Regions from separate parts of the Rattus norvegicus genome. Here region 1 is linked to region 2. The links are chromatin contacts, called in public Hi-C maps. All regions are on one chromosome and are shown on one strand. Each heading gives the region's core, a stretch centred on a gene start, on an enhancer-like site or on the middle of the called end of the contact. The rest is flanking DNA. Distances are from core to core; before and after follow the strand shown.

Region 1 (5,690 bases), core at 1,462-3,961, 110 kb after region 2:
AGGCAGTCTGAGCGCGTCTGCCACTCTCTCCTCCTGTTCCCCCGGAAAACGAGGGAAGGCAGCACCCCAGGAGAGCAGAAAGGAAGCCGCCAGAACTAAATAAGTCCTTTCCAACTGGGACTGTCGAATTCTGGACTCATGTATCTTGAGGAGCCCTCAAAACAGAACAGTAGCAATAGAGACGCAGCACAGCCTCAGAAGTGCGCTGGCACCTATGCAGGTCTTACCTGCCTACCCATTAGAAAGCCTGTGCTCACAAGCCACGACATGTTTCTGTGGTTATTCTACGTGGCATCCATCGTAAACATGGGAGAAAGGTAAATGCAAACAATTTAAACCTCACACAAAAAGGAAGATACAGGGGCCAGAACATCGTTGAAACAACTATACCTTGTTCCATTCACTTGTGATCCGTAATAGAATGCAATACTCATTTACTGTCTTCAAAGGTGCGTTATAATATTCCCCATAGTACAGCCTGTCTCCAATGGATATCTCCAATGTGTCATCTGGAACATCACTGGCCAGTATTTCTGCAGCCACATATCCATCAGCAGGAGACGCGTTGCCAAAGAATGAAGTGATGCCTTCAGAATCACAAGAAAACGTGCTTTGCAAGGACAGGGGGAGGACCAACACCTGATATGAACTGGGAGAGGGGGGAAAAAGCAGAGAAATTGGCAGGGGCCTTGTGAAGAAGGGAGGTCTTGCTCACCATCAGGCTCCTGGCCAGACGTAAACGTTGTCAGGCTGCTTGTTTGGAAGACTGTGTGTTCGAGCTTACTGAACTCACACTGTGCGTGCGGTAAGCGCCTTAAAGACAACGGATCAGATGGATCAGAGGAGAAAAACCCGCTGGCTACATGGGACTTAGCGCATGCCAGTTCTAACTGCCGTGGGCCTCCGCATCTACCTACAGCCAGATGACAAGCCACGTCCCAGCCTCACAGGGAGGCCAAGCAGGGTCTCTCTAGCTGGGAGAGACTAGAGAGGGTATCACTGCCTTGTGTCTGTCACACGGTCGATCCGATCGGCAGTGTGTCACATGGGCCAGCAGAGCCTGGCACTGGGGAGGGTTTAAAAGTCACATGAAGGCTGGTGCCCGAGAGTGAAAGTGCTCAGTCTGAAGAGCGGCTCCAGGCAGTCATGTGGTGACTTAAACAGGACTCATATGATTTACGTTCCCCGCAGTTCAGAGGCTGACATGGAAGGTCACGCCAAACCAGTGAGCAGCCAGGAGTAAAAAGTCACCGGGAGTTAATCTGGACTGACATGGCCCCGAAAAGGTAAAGTAGCGTATGGATCTGGTGAAAATGTCCCTTAAACAGGGGCAGAGAAACACACGTTTTTCCACCAAAGTGAAGCGGCCAGTCTGAAGCAGCGAGGAATGAGACGTGTCTGGTCAAGCCATGCCTCCCTTTCTATTCCTGCCGGCTCAGCATTTACTTCTGGTATCTTAAATGTGTGAACATGTCCGTCCTCTCTCTGTTGAACTTGATAACAGGGCCGGGGGTGGGGTTACAGGACTGCCTCTTAGATCTGCAGGTCCTTTCACATCTCTTCCTTTATTAAAGTATTTATTTTTATTTTACGTGCCTTGGTGTATTGTCTGCATGTATGTCGGATCCCCTGGAGCTGGAGTCATAGACATTTTTAAGCTCCTACGTGGGTGCTGGGAATTGAACCCAGGTCCTCTGGAAGAGCAGCCAGTGTTCTTAATTATGAAGCCCCCTTTTCACATTTCTTTAGTTATGATCAACTCCCATAAATGCCGGTTGAGTTGAATTTTCAATAGAGAAAAAAAAAATGCCTGGACCAATTCCAAATGTGATTAGGGTGATTTCCAAACCTCATTAGGCCACATAATTCTATTTTACCACCAATTTTGGGCTTCCTGCTCCACATTGTTAATGCCCCATTTCCTGCTCCCTAAAAGCACATGAATCACTTGGTTAAGGAGAGGGGAGCCCTCCCCACAGTAGCTGTTGTATTTAGAAAGTCTCCAGCCACCTGTTATGTCCCCAACCATGTTAGGTGAGGGCCCTGATTTCCACAGAGCCTGGGCTCACTTTCAGAAAAGGACTCTAAACAAAAGGGATTAAGTAAAACCTGCAGGGTAACAAATAGCATCAAAAAAGCTGCCTTTGGGGAACCCCTGTGACAGCTTTTCTGGGGACTTGAAGGTACAATGGCCATGGGCAAGAAGTCCCACACCAACTCACCCTTCCAAGTAATCAAGTTCAAGGCTCGCCTGCACCCTTTTGATTCTGTACACTGACCTGTATCGGTACCGGTCACGGGACAGGAAGCATTTAGCCTGTTAAATATAGAAATTCCTAGGTCCCCACCCCAAACCTGTGGGATCAAAGTCTCCAGGACTTGAGTCAGAATGTTAGCTGCTGATAATGCCAGCTGATGCCTGTTAGCTGGTAAGGGTAAGAGACATTAGCCTTCGGGGAGCCCAGGGACAGGCCTGACCATCTGCCTAAGCCCTGTGTGCTCCAGGCCAGGGTTCACACACAGAGCAGACTCTGGCCTGGCAAAGCTGCTACTTCTAGCTCAAGCCACACAGCCAGGCTGGAGACGGGCACAGCTCACCTCCTGGTAAATAACCCTGGTGACATGAAGGAGGCAGTTGCAGTGGGTTGGAACCTGTCCACGGGGCCAGTCGGCAAGGACTTCTCCCCACTTCCACTGCCCTCCCCGCATGACTCACAGGTCGCCACTTCCTGTTTTGGAACCATCCACGATACACTGCCACCCGGCGTAGGCTATCACTTTGTTTCTCTTTTGTGCCGTAATTATGCAATGGTTTGGCTTAGGTTTCACATCTGCTCTTGTAAACTCATTCAGGCCATGATGCCAGGCTTCTGCCCCCTTACAGCAACAGGATTGCAGAACTTTCAAGAAACAGCTGCGGAGGCCCCTAAGTCTGTCCCGAAGACTTGAGCTTAGCCCAGTCTGAAAGCAGGGCAGCCTGTTCTACAGCAGATGGATATTCACACTATCTCCAGACTTGCCTTTCATTCTTTTAGAATATCTCGAATTTATTTTTATCTTGATTGCACTAAAGGGGCCATTACTCTGGAGGGACATGAAGGTCAGGCCGTGCACACCTCAATTCCTTGACTCCCTAGTGCCTCGGCTCCCACCTGCAGGCCAATGCTAACCTTCCTGTCTGAGAAGGGGGACTGTCTGAACTTCCCTAACTCTCCACGACCTTTTTAAACAGAATGCAAAACTGAGTGCAATGTAGTCCTCCAACAGAGGTAAATAAATCCCCTCTTAACGCCATTTGGAATCCCAGCTGGTCACTCACTACATAGTGTTGTGCCTATATAATTCAATATGTGAACAGATAAAAAGTTCTCCCAATGACCTTTTCTGAAGCCACTACTACAAACACACCCCAATTTCAGCCTGACATAAGAAGGAGACACTGTCTCTGGGAAAGGAGACAACCCTTGTGACCCTCCATCGTTAAAGGTTGTGCCGTGGGAAGTGGATGCAAGGGGCCGTGTGGCCCAAATGCTTGCCTCTGGTCCCTGATAGGTCTTGCTTTTCATTGGGAAGGGAGTTCCTGAGATGACAAGCCTACTATGTGCACAAGGAAACAAAGCAAGAGGCCCCATTGTATTGATCCAGCTACCCAAGTTCAGCCACCCACAGAGAAGCCATCCTGCTCACACAGTGGGACCACTGTGTGGAGAAAGACAGGTACTCACCTGATAGGTCCATTTATCTCCTTGGCTTTCCGAAGCCTGAAGCTTGGTAGAAGCCTTCCACGCACAGTGAAAAAGTCTACTTCTGGAAGGGGGGGCTCTGGAAACATTAAGAAGGAGAAAACATGGGGGATGGGGCGGGTGGTCAGATCAAGTAAAAAGCACAAAGGAAGTGGTCCTCCAGGATGCCATGAAAGTTTTTAACCTAGAAACTGGAATCTATGTCTATGTCTATGTCTGTGTCTGTCTATGTCTGTCTGTCTGTCTATCTATCTGTCTATCTATCTATCTAAATGTTGCAATGTATGAATTCACTTGAAACGTTTAAATTAGTCAAATTCACAGAGCCGAGGGGTGTGGCAAGGAACTGAGTTCATTGCTTAAAGCTCAAAGGTTGTGTGTGAAGTGATAAACCGTTTAGGAAACTGGTGGTACTTGTGAGACATGGTGACTGTCCCAACACTAACACAGCATCTATTTAAAAATGGTTACTGTTGTTACATTTTAGGCTATATGTTTTTTCATAATAGAAAGAAGCAATGACCACGGTTTAACACCCACAGGGTGTTGGTGTTTGCTACATCAACCACGGGTTTGGATGTTTGCTAGACAAAATCTTATTTGGTAGGTGCCGTGGTTTCGAGATGGCTTAAGGGTGTCTCCCCAAAACTTCAGGCATTGGAAGCTTTGCTCCCAAAGTGATGATATAAGAGGAGCCTTTTAGATGCAGAGTCTGGTGGAAGGCCTAATTGGTCACTGAGGGTGATGCTTCTGGGAAGGACTGATGCCGGTTTCAAGGAGTGAGTTGGCTCCCAAAAGAGTTGTCATAAAAGGAACAAAACTGGACCCACCTGCTTGTGCTTACTGCTAAGGCACATGGACACTTCCTTAAACAATCCATTATGAAGTCATCCTCCAAGGAGCCCTCACCTGGGGCCAAACTCACGGAGCAGCCCCACCTTGAACTTTTAGCATCCTAAAGTGTGAGCTAAAGAAATCCCTTTCTATTTCCAGCTTTGCACATTTTATTACAACAAAAAGAGGACTCTCACAGCACAGAAGACCAGCATGTCAGAAGTCTAGATCCCTCGTAGACACAGTGTTTTTTGTGTTGCCCCCCTCCCTGCTTCCCAGGCCTTGGTAACCAGATCCCCCAGTTGTTCACTGAGAGAAAAATACTCTGACAAGCTGACCCCAGCGCTATACAGCATTGGTGGTCACATCCTGATGTCTGTGCTCCAGCTGCCAGTCTGCCCGTGGGCAGCAAGGACAGACTGGGCACTGGTTTTCATGATAGATGTATCATTCTCTGTCTCACCTTAGCGGATCTCCCTAGCAAAGCTACTGGGTGGGCAACATGTATGGACACATTCATTTTCTCCCTCTCTCACGTTCCTACCTCTTCAAAAGACTGTGAGAAGAGTTCCCGCATGCCTGTCTGCCCACAGGATTCACGAGAAGGACTGTGTTTGGCCGTTGGCCTCCTGTGGTCCCATCTTTTTCCTCCCTATCTTTTCAAGGTGTCATTCTGTTGTGGTTTGCCCTGGAGTTATCTGTATTTTGTTGCTAATTCTGCTGCCCCAAGGACAGCTGCCTAGTCATGTACCCAGGAATCAGGTGACTTCACCAGAACCTTCTCCCCATTGAATTTGTAAAATACAGATGAGGGGCAGGTACAGGATAGAAGGAGGCCTGTCATTGGAGGAGAAGGAAGGATGGGCGGGAGAGAAGTTTGAAGGAAGAGGAGACTGGAAAGGAAGGAGGAGACAGAAGGGAGAGGGCAAGAAGCCATGGCAGGTGATGTTAAGATCCCACTCTGTGTATTTACAGGTTGTTACAAATGTTCTTAAGGGATGGATGGTACCAGGCTTTGTATGTTTAAGTGGGCAATTATATCTTATCAATTGAGTCAAAGATTATTGTGTTGTGTGTTCTTTTATGTGACGGTTTGAGTGTAGGAACGTGTGC
Region 2 (6,006 bases), core at 1,879-4,378:
ACAGCGTGTAGCCTATTAGCAATAACTTCCTACTTATAGAGAACATTTTCATCTTACTGAGCCAGTCCATTTACCTAACGACTCTACAGACAGTCTAAACTGCAATATACCTGTAAATGTGTATATACTATAAATACACACTATCCTTACATTTTTCTGGGCCAAACGGCAGTTCCTTCCCCTTCTCTTGCTCCTCCCCTTTCCATTAATATTCATTCTCTCTCTCTCTCCCTCTCTCCCTCTCTCCCTCTCCCTCTCTCCCTCCCTCTCTCTCTCTCTCTCTCTCTCTCTCTCTCTCTCTCTCTCTCTCCTTCTCTCCCTCTCTCTCTCTCTCTCTCTTTCTCGCCTTATGATGAATTTGTTTGAAGGGCATTTTCTCCGTGAGCAAAGGCTTGGATGCATATTCCAGTTTTTATTTTTTTTTCTGTGAAATGGGTACTATTACCCCCTGAGGAAAAGTTGCACAGTGAGAACCAGTCTAGTTATGACCCACTACATGTTTATTTTTTTACATTACTCTCTCACGAGCTGAGTTTTGCTGAGTGCGTTTGTCGGTTTGTTTAGTGGCGTTTGGTGGAAGCCCTTCTTTGCGCTGCTGAAGTGAAATCTTGCTGACTAGTTAGCTTTTTTGTTGATCTCAGTATGGGCAAAGAAACAAAATCCAAATGGCTGGACAGACTTCTGTAAATATTTTTAAAAAAAAAAAAACAAATGTTCTGTGTGTGTGGGTTTCGTGTGGTCGTGAAGTATTTCCTTAAAGCGAAGCCTCGAGGGTGCGGAGAGGAACTCTTTGTTTAGCAAGTTTGGAGTGAAGATAAAATGGTAAGAAATACTGTAAATGTCGAGGCGCCACACCAGAACTGTAGGAGTCCAAATTTATAATAAACTGTCTTTTTAAAAAGAAAACAATTAAGTGTCTAGAATATATCATGTTTTATTATTTAAAATCATTGTCTTAAGTTTTTTTGTTGAGAGAATAAAAATTTGAATACAATCAATGTGCATATCTGTGCGGTTGTGTTTACTTCCTGTCTCAGACGTGTTAACACTCATTTTCTCTCTTTTCCTTTTTCTTCTTTCGGTTTTTTGAGACAGGGTTTCTCTGTGCAGCCCTGGCTGTCTTGGAACTCACTCTGTAAACCAGGCCAGCCTCAAACACAGAGATCCACCTGCCTCTGCCTCCTGAGTACTGGGATTAAAAAACGTTTTTCTTTTTGTTTTTTCCTTTCATCTGGGCTGCACTGGACTTAAAGTGGGGCTCACCTGCTTTGGTTGCAGGTTATAATACAAGGCTGGAAAACATGAAGGATGGGCACGGCACCCACACATCTGCATTAATCATTCTGGGTGGGGCTGAATTCTGCTGTGGCTGCACTTGGAGAATTATGGCCTTTGATGACTGACCTATAGTACAGACCCAGAGTTCCCTTTGGAGCTCATTCCTGGTTGGGCTGCAGCCTGAACTCTGCCTTCTAGATTGTATCACTTCCACAGATAAGGAAGGTCAGTCAATCCTGAGGAAGACTGGAATGGTCTTGCTGCCTGAGGTGCTAAGCTGCATCCCACACACTGTCCCAGCAGGCTTCACCCAAGCTGGAGGAGGCATTGCCAGACGTCATGTGTCCATGTTCCCCAGAGCAAGCCAGCCAGCTAGGCAAGCCTAATCAACATCCAGGTTCAGGGATAGACCTTGTCTCTCAGTACATAAACCCGTATGTTCTTGTTCTCTGGCTTGAACTGGGTTCTCTGGAAGATTCTTAGTAGTTAGAAGACAGTGCAGCAGCCTAAGATCCGGTATGTACTAAGCCTTCACACAGCCTTTCCCAGCTCTGGGAGAGGCTGGCAGAGTCTAGGTATCTGGGGGATGTTTTCATGTGGTTATGCCGTTTAGACTGTGAGTCACCAAGACATCCGTGTTAATAGCATGAAGATATAATTATGTGACTTAACCAATTTAGGGGTGTCCTTCCTCGGAAGGGTTGAGGATCTGTGTACCAGCCTTCCCTGAAGAACACACCTCCCATTAATTATGTGAGCTGTGTGTCTAATCACAAATCCTGGGACTTGGTACCTCTTCTCAGGATTACATCCGACAGCCAGAGCAACAGACAACACCGTGGAGAGTCCAGTTGATCCTGCCGCAAACACCAGAGCATGGGAAGGGAGTAGGGTTAGCCAAGATGATGGACTGGGCTATGTAGCAAGATTCTACTTTTGCACACTTGAAGTGGAAGAGATTTGAGGGCCATTTCGGTAGAGCTCATGTCATAATAGAGGGCCAACAGAAAGCTAAGGACAGAAGCTTTGGGAGCTATTTATACCTAAAGAATGAATTAAAGGATTAGCGAGATGGCTCAGCCATTGAACTCACTGACTTCTCTTCCAGAGGACCTTCCTAGCACCCATGTAGTTTGCTCACAACCATCTTTAACTCCAATTCCTGGGAATCTGACATCCTCTCCTGGCCTCTGAAATCAGATATGCATGCAGGCAAAACAGCTTTACGTGTAAAATAATTTACAAAATTCAAGATAAGCTTCCAACCCTGAGGCTATGTGGACTCCTTGGTGAGCCTGGGACTGTGGTCAGCTTCCTTAAGCGATCTGAAACGCAATTTATCAATACAATGATGGACACTGAGGTCCTCCCCGGGCTGAGATCATTAGATACTATATACAAAGTGCAGTGATGGTTCATTTCTTTCTCTTTCCGAATAAGAATGAAATTCTCACAGGAGTATCTCAGAAGGAGATTTTAGAAGGACAGGCTTGGGGTAGGGGGTGTCATGGACAATCAAATGGGACAAGGTCAGTGAGGTCGGGGGCAGGTACTATCCCCAGTGTGGCTGGATCCCCATGCATGGTGAGTTGCCTCACATAATGAGGGTGGGATTTCCATGTGTAACATCCTTGTGTTAGGCTTTTTCCTAATACATATTTCATAAGAGAAGGAAGGGGAGTTTTCAGAGCTAAAAGCTGACTCTGCCTCCTGACGATGGATACCTCTTTGCCTCTTTTGCTAGAGAAACTTGCAAAGAAAGGCATCTCCAGGGAGCAAATCCGGCAGGGCAGAGCCACAGAAGTGAAACATCTGGGCTTAGGAGGGCATGAAAAAGACGAAAGTCATGACACATGCATTCAGAATTTGCTGTGACACATTTTCCACCCAGAGTTCCAGCAACACTGGGTGATACCAAAGATTCTGACTTGAATTCTCAAGGAGAATTCCCTACACGCACACATACACACACACACACACACACACACACACACACACACACACACACACACACCAGCCCTGGCCACAACAGTGCTTCTCCCTTGTGTCACCTGCTTCTCTGAGCTTTTGTGGCTTATTGCCTACTTGGATTGCATTGGCCTAATGTCAGGTTAATGTCAGGTTTTGGCTTCTTTCTGACCTCATTGTTTAAACATTGAGGTTTTTAAACGATCAGGTTTCACTTTTGCATACCCAATTGTGAGTCACTGAAATGTCACCCATTTCTTGAGAATATAGTAGCAGTATATGGCAATAATACCACAGCAGTATGGAAAACTGGAGCAGGAGGATTTCTGGCAATAGAGTAAGTTCAAGGCCAGCCTGGGCTCTACAACAAGACCGTGCCTTAATAAAATCATACAGAAATTTCTTTTTTTTTTTTTTTTTTTTTTTGGAACTGGGGACCGAACCCAGGGCCTTGTGCTTGCTAGGCAAGCGCTCTACCACTGAGCTAAATCCCCAACCCCCATACAGAAATTTCTTAACCTTATCTAAATGATTTCTTTGCAAGGGCAGGGAGCTGAGACAGGGTTTCTCTACATAGCCCTGGCTGTCTTGAAAGTCACTGTGTAGACCAAGCTGGCCTCGAACTCTCAGAGATTAGCTTGCCCCTGCCTCCTGAGTTACTTTACATGACTTTTCATTTTAACCATAAAAACAGGTTTTGCAACCAAACTCTTCCAAACTCTCTATTTAGGGTAATGCTTCTCCAAGGCAACATAGGATAGGAATGGAAAGGATTAATATTTATAAGAGTGGCCCCTGAAGGTCATCTGGATCAAAAATCTTTTTCCCCCAAATGTGATTTCTTCCCCCCTCCTTTTTTCTCCCACTTTTGACTTTCAAGTAAGAGCCTTTTCATGTTCTATTTTCCGTTCTGAGATAAATGCCATTGGTGCTGTTCTCTCTGTCGCCACCGAACTTTGTTTACTAGTGTTACCTGATGGGCTCCTGAGGTGTGCTGTGCTGACTGTGCAGTCTTTGCTAGAGATAAAAAAACAAAACAACAACAACAACAAACACAGCAGCTGGGCTTGGTAGCACACACCTTTAATCCCAGTGCTTGAGAGGCAGAGGCAGTCAGACTTCCACGTTTGAGGCCAGCTTGGTCTACATAGTGAGGTCTAGGATAGCCTGGGCTATGTAGCGCAGTAGTTCTACTGCTGTAAGCCATGAACCCCTTTGAGGGTTGAACGACACTCGCACAGGGGTTGCCTAAGACACCAGAAAACAGAAATTTACATTGCTATTTATAACAGTAGAAAGTTTACAGTTATCAACTAGCAAAGAGAATAATGTTATGGTTGGGAGTCACAACGTGAGGAGCTGTGTTAGAGTCTCGGCATTGGGAAGGTTGGGAACCACTGATGTAGAGAGACCCAACCATGTCTCAAAACCGGAAAATAAAGACAGCAACAACAAGTAAGAGTTGGGCGTGGTGCACACGTCTTTAGTCTCCGCACTTGGGAGGCAGAGGCAGGTGGATCTCTGAGAGTTCGAAGCCAGCCTGGTCTACAAAGCAAGTCCAGGACAGCCAGGGCTCAGAAAGAGAAGACATGCCTCAAAAAATAACAACAAAAGAAAGAAAAAAATAAAAAAAAAAAGAAAGGAAAGAAACCAGCTCTCCTCTGCTCCTTAAAAGTTTGCAGATATTTATCTGTGAATATGCCTGGGCCTTACACCTCCATACTTTCCTGCTTCCTTGATCGCTAGTAACTAGTTAATATTTTATCCATTTCAAAAGTCAGCCTTAGCTGTCTCTTCATGAGAGGCACATGCAGCATCTCTACGTCCTCTTTGAATATTGTCTTTTCTGGTCACAGATGCGTCTGTCCTACAGGTTGGCAATCATGTGCTCTTCGATTCTTTGGTCTGAGAGGAAAATCACAGGCACAAGCCATAGTGTTTTTCAGTGATCGAGAACCTTGGCCCCATAGCCCTCCCTCTTTATCTGTTTGGCTACAACTGGCTGAGTCATTCTTCAGCAATTCCATACATGATACCTCTTGCTCCCCTTCATTCTCTGTCCTTTCCATCCCCACTCCTCCCTCTCCCTCCCAAGTCCCCACCAGTCTTTCCTGTCTTTGGTGTTGACTTTGCTTTTGCTTTGTGAGCCACTGGATTTCACCAAGGCTACTTGTGCAGGCATGGATAGGGCGCTATTCCGTGAAACATGACTACCACACCAAAGAGAATGACTTCCTTTCTTACAGCAGCTTTGATAGCCAGTAGCACCCCTGGGCAAGGTAGGGCCCACAAGCGCCTCCCTCCACCTATGACTTATGGTTTGTCTTATGCAAGCCACTGTATCTGATGTGAGTTCCTGAGTGTCATGGCCAGGTCATTCCCATGAGATAGCATTCTGGCCCTCTCTTCCCTATCATTCTGCTCTTACAGTCTTTCTGCCCCATCTCCTGGGATGTTTCTGAAGCTCAGAGGAAATGATATGGGTACTCATTTAATATTAGCACTCAACAGTAATTTGTCCTCAGTACCCTGACACACAGGCACGAGACTCAGCCTTAATCTCTGTTTCCTGTGAAAGAGAAGCTTCTTTGGTCAAGGTTGAAGACAGAGCTAGTCTATGGGTATAAACAAATATTTAAGAGGCAAGTTGACAATATGTCCAATTAGCATGACGAAAGTACTTGGTTTATCCCTAGTGGGCTATGACTTCCTCAAGCATGGGCCTTTATGACTATGTCCACAGTTGACACAAATAAACTC

What was found. Hi-C and Micro-C count contacts between places; a contact is called where the count stands out from the background.
Region 1: a Hi-C map of the Rat2 cell line shows a contact between it and region 2, with 5 times the contacts expected there. The contact joins two enhancer-like sites.

The regions. Positions count from the first base shown.
Region 1 is chr5:78,967,285-78,972,974 of GRCr8, forward strand. It overlaps Susd1 (sushi domain containing 1), which reads right to left. Exons shown (of 15, transcript NM_001427255.1): 11 at 3,726-3,822; 12 at 391-649. Among named protein-coding and RNA genes, the nearest start is that of Susd1, 100 kb to the right of the region's middle. Within about 2 kb of position 2,712, at least 31 of the 93 cell types and tissues checked have an H3K27ac peak or open chromatin away from gene starts, as enhancers often do.
Region 2 is chr5:78,859,728-78,865,733 of GRCr8, forward strand. Ugcg (UDP-glucose ceramide glucosyltransferase) reads left to right here. Exons shown (of 9, transcript NM_031795.2): 9 at 1-998. Among named protein-coding and RNA genes, the nearest start is that of Ugcg, 35 kb to the left of the region's middle. Within about 2 kb of position 3,129, at least 15 of the 93 cell types and tissues checked have an H3K27ac peak or open chromatin away from gene starts, as enhancers often do.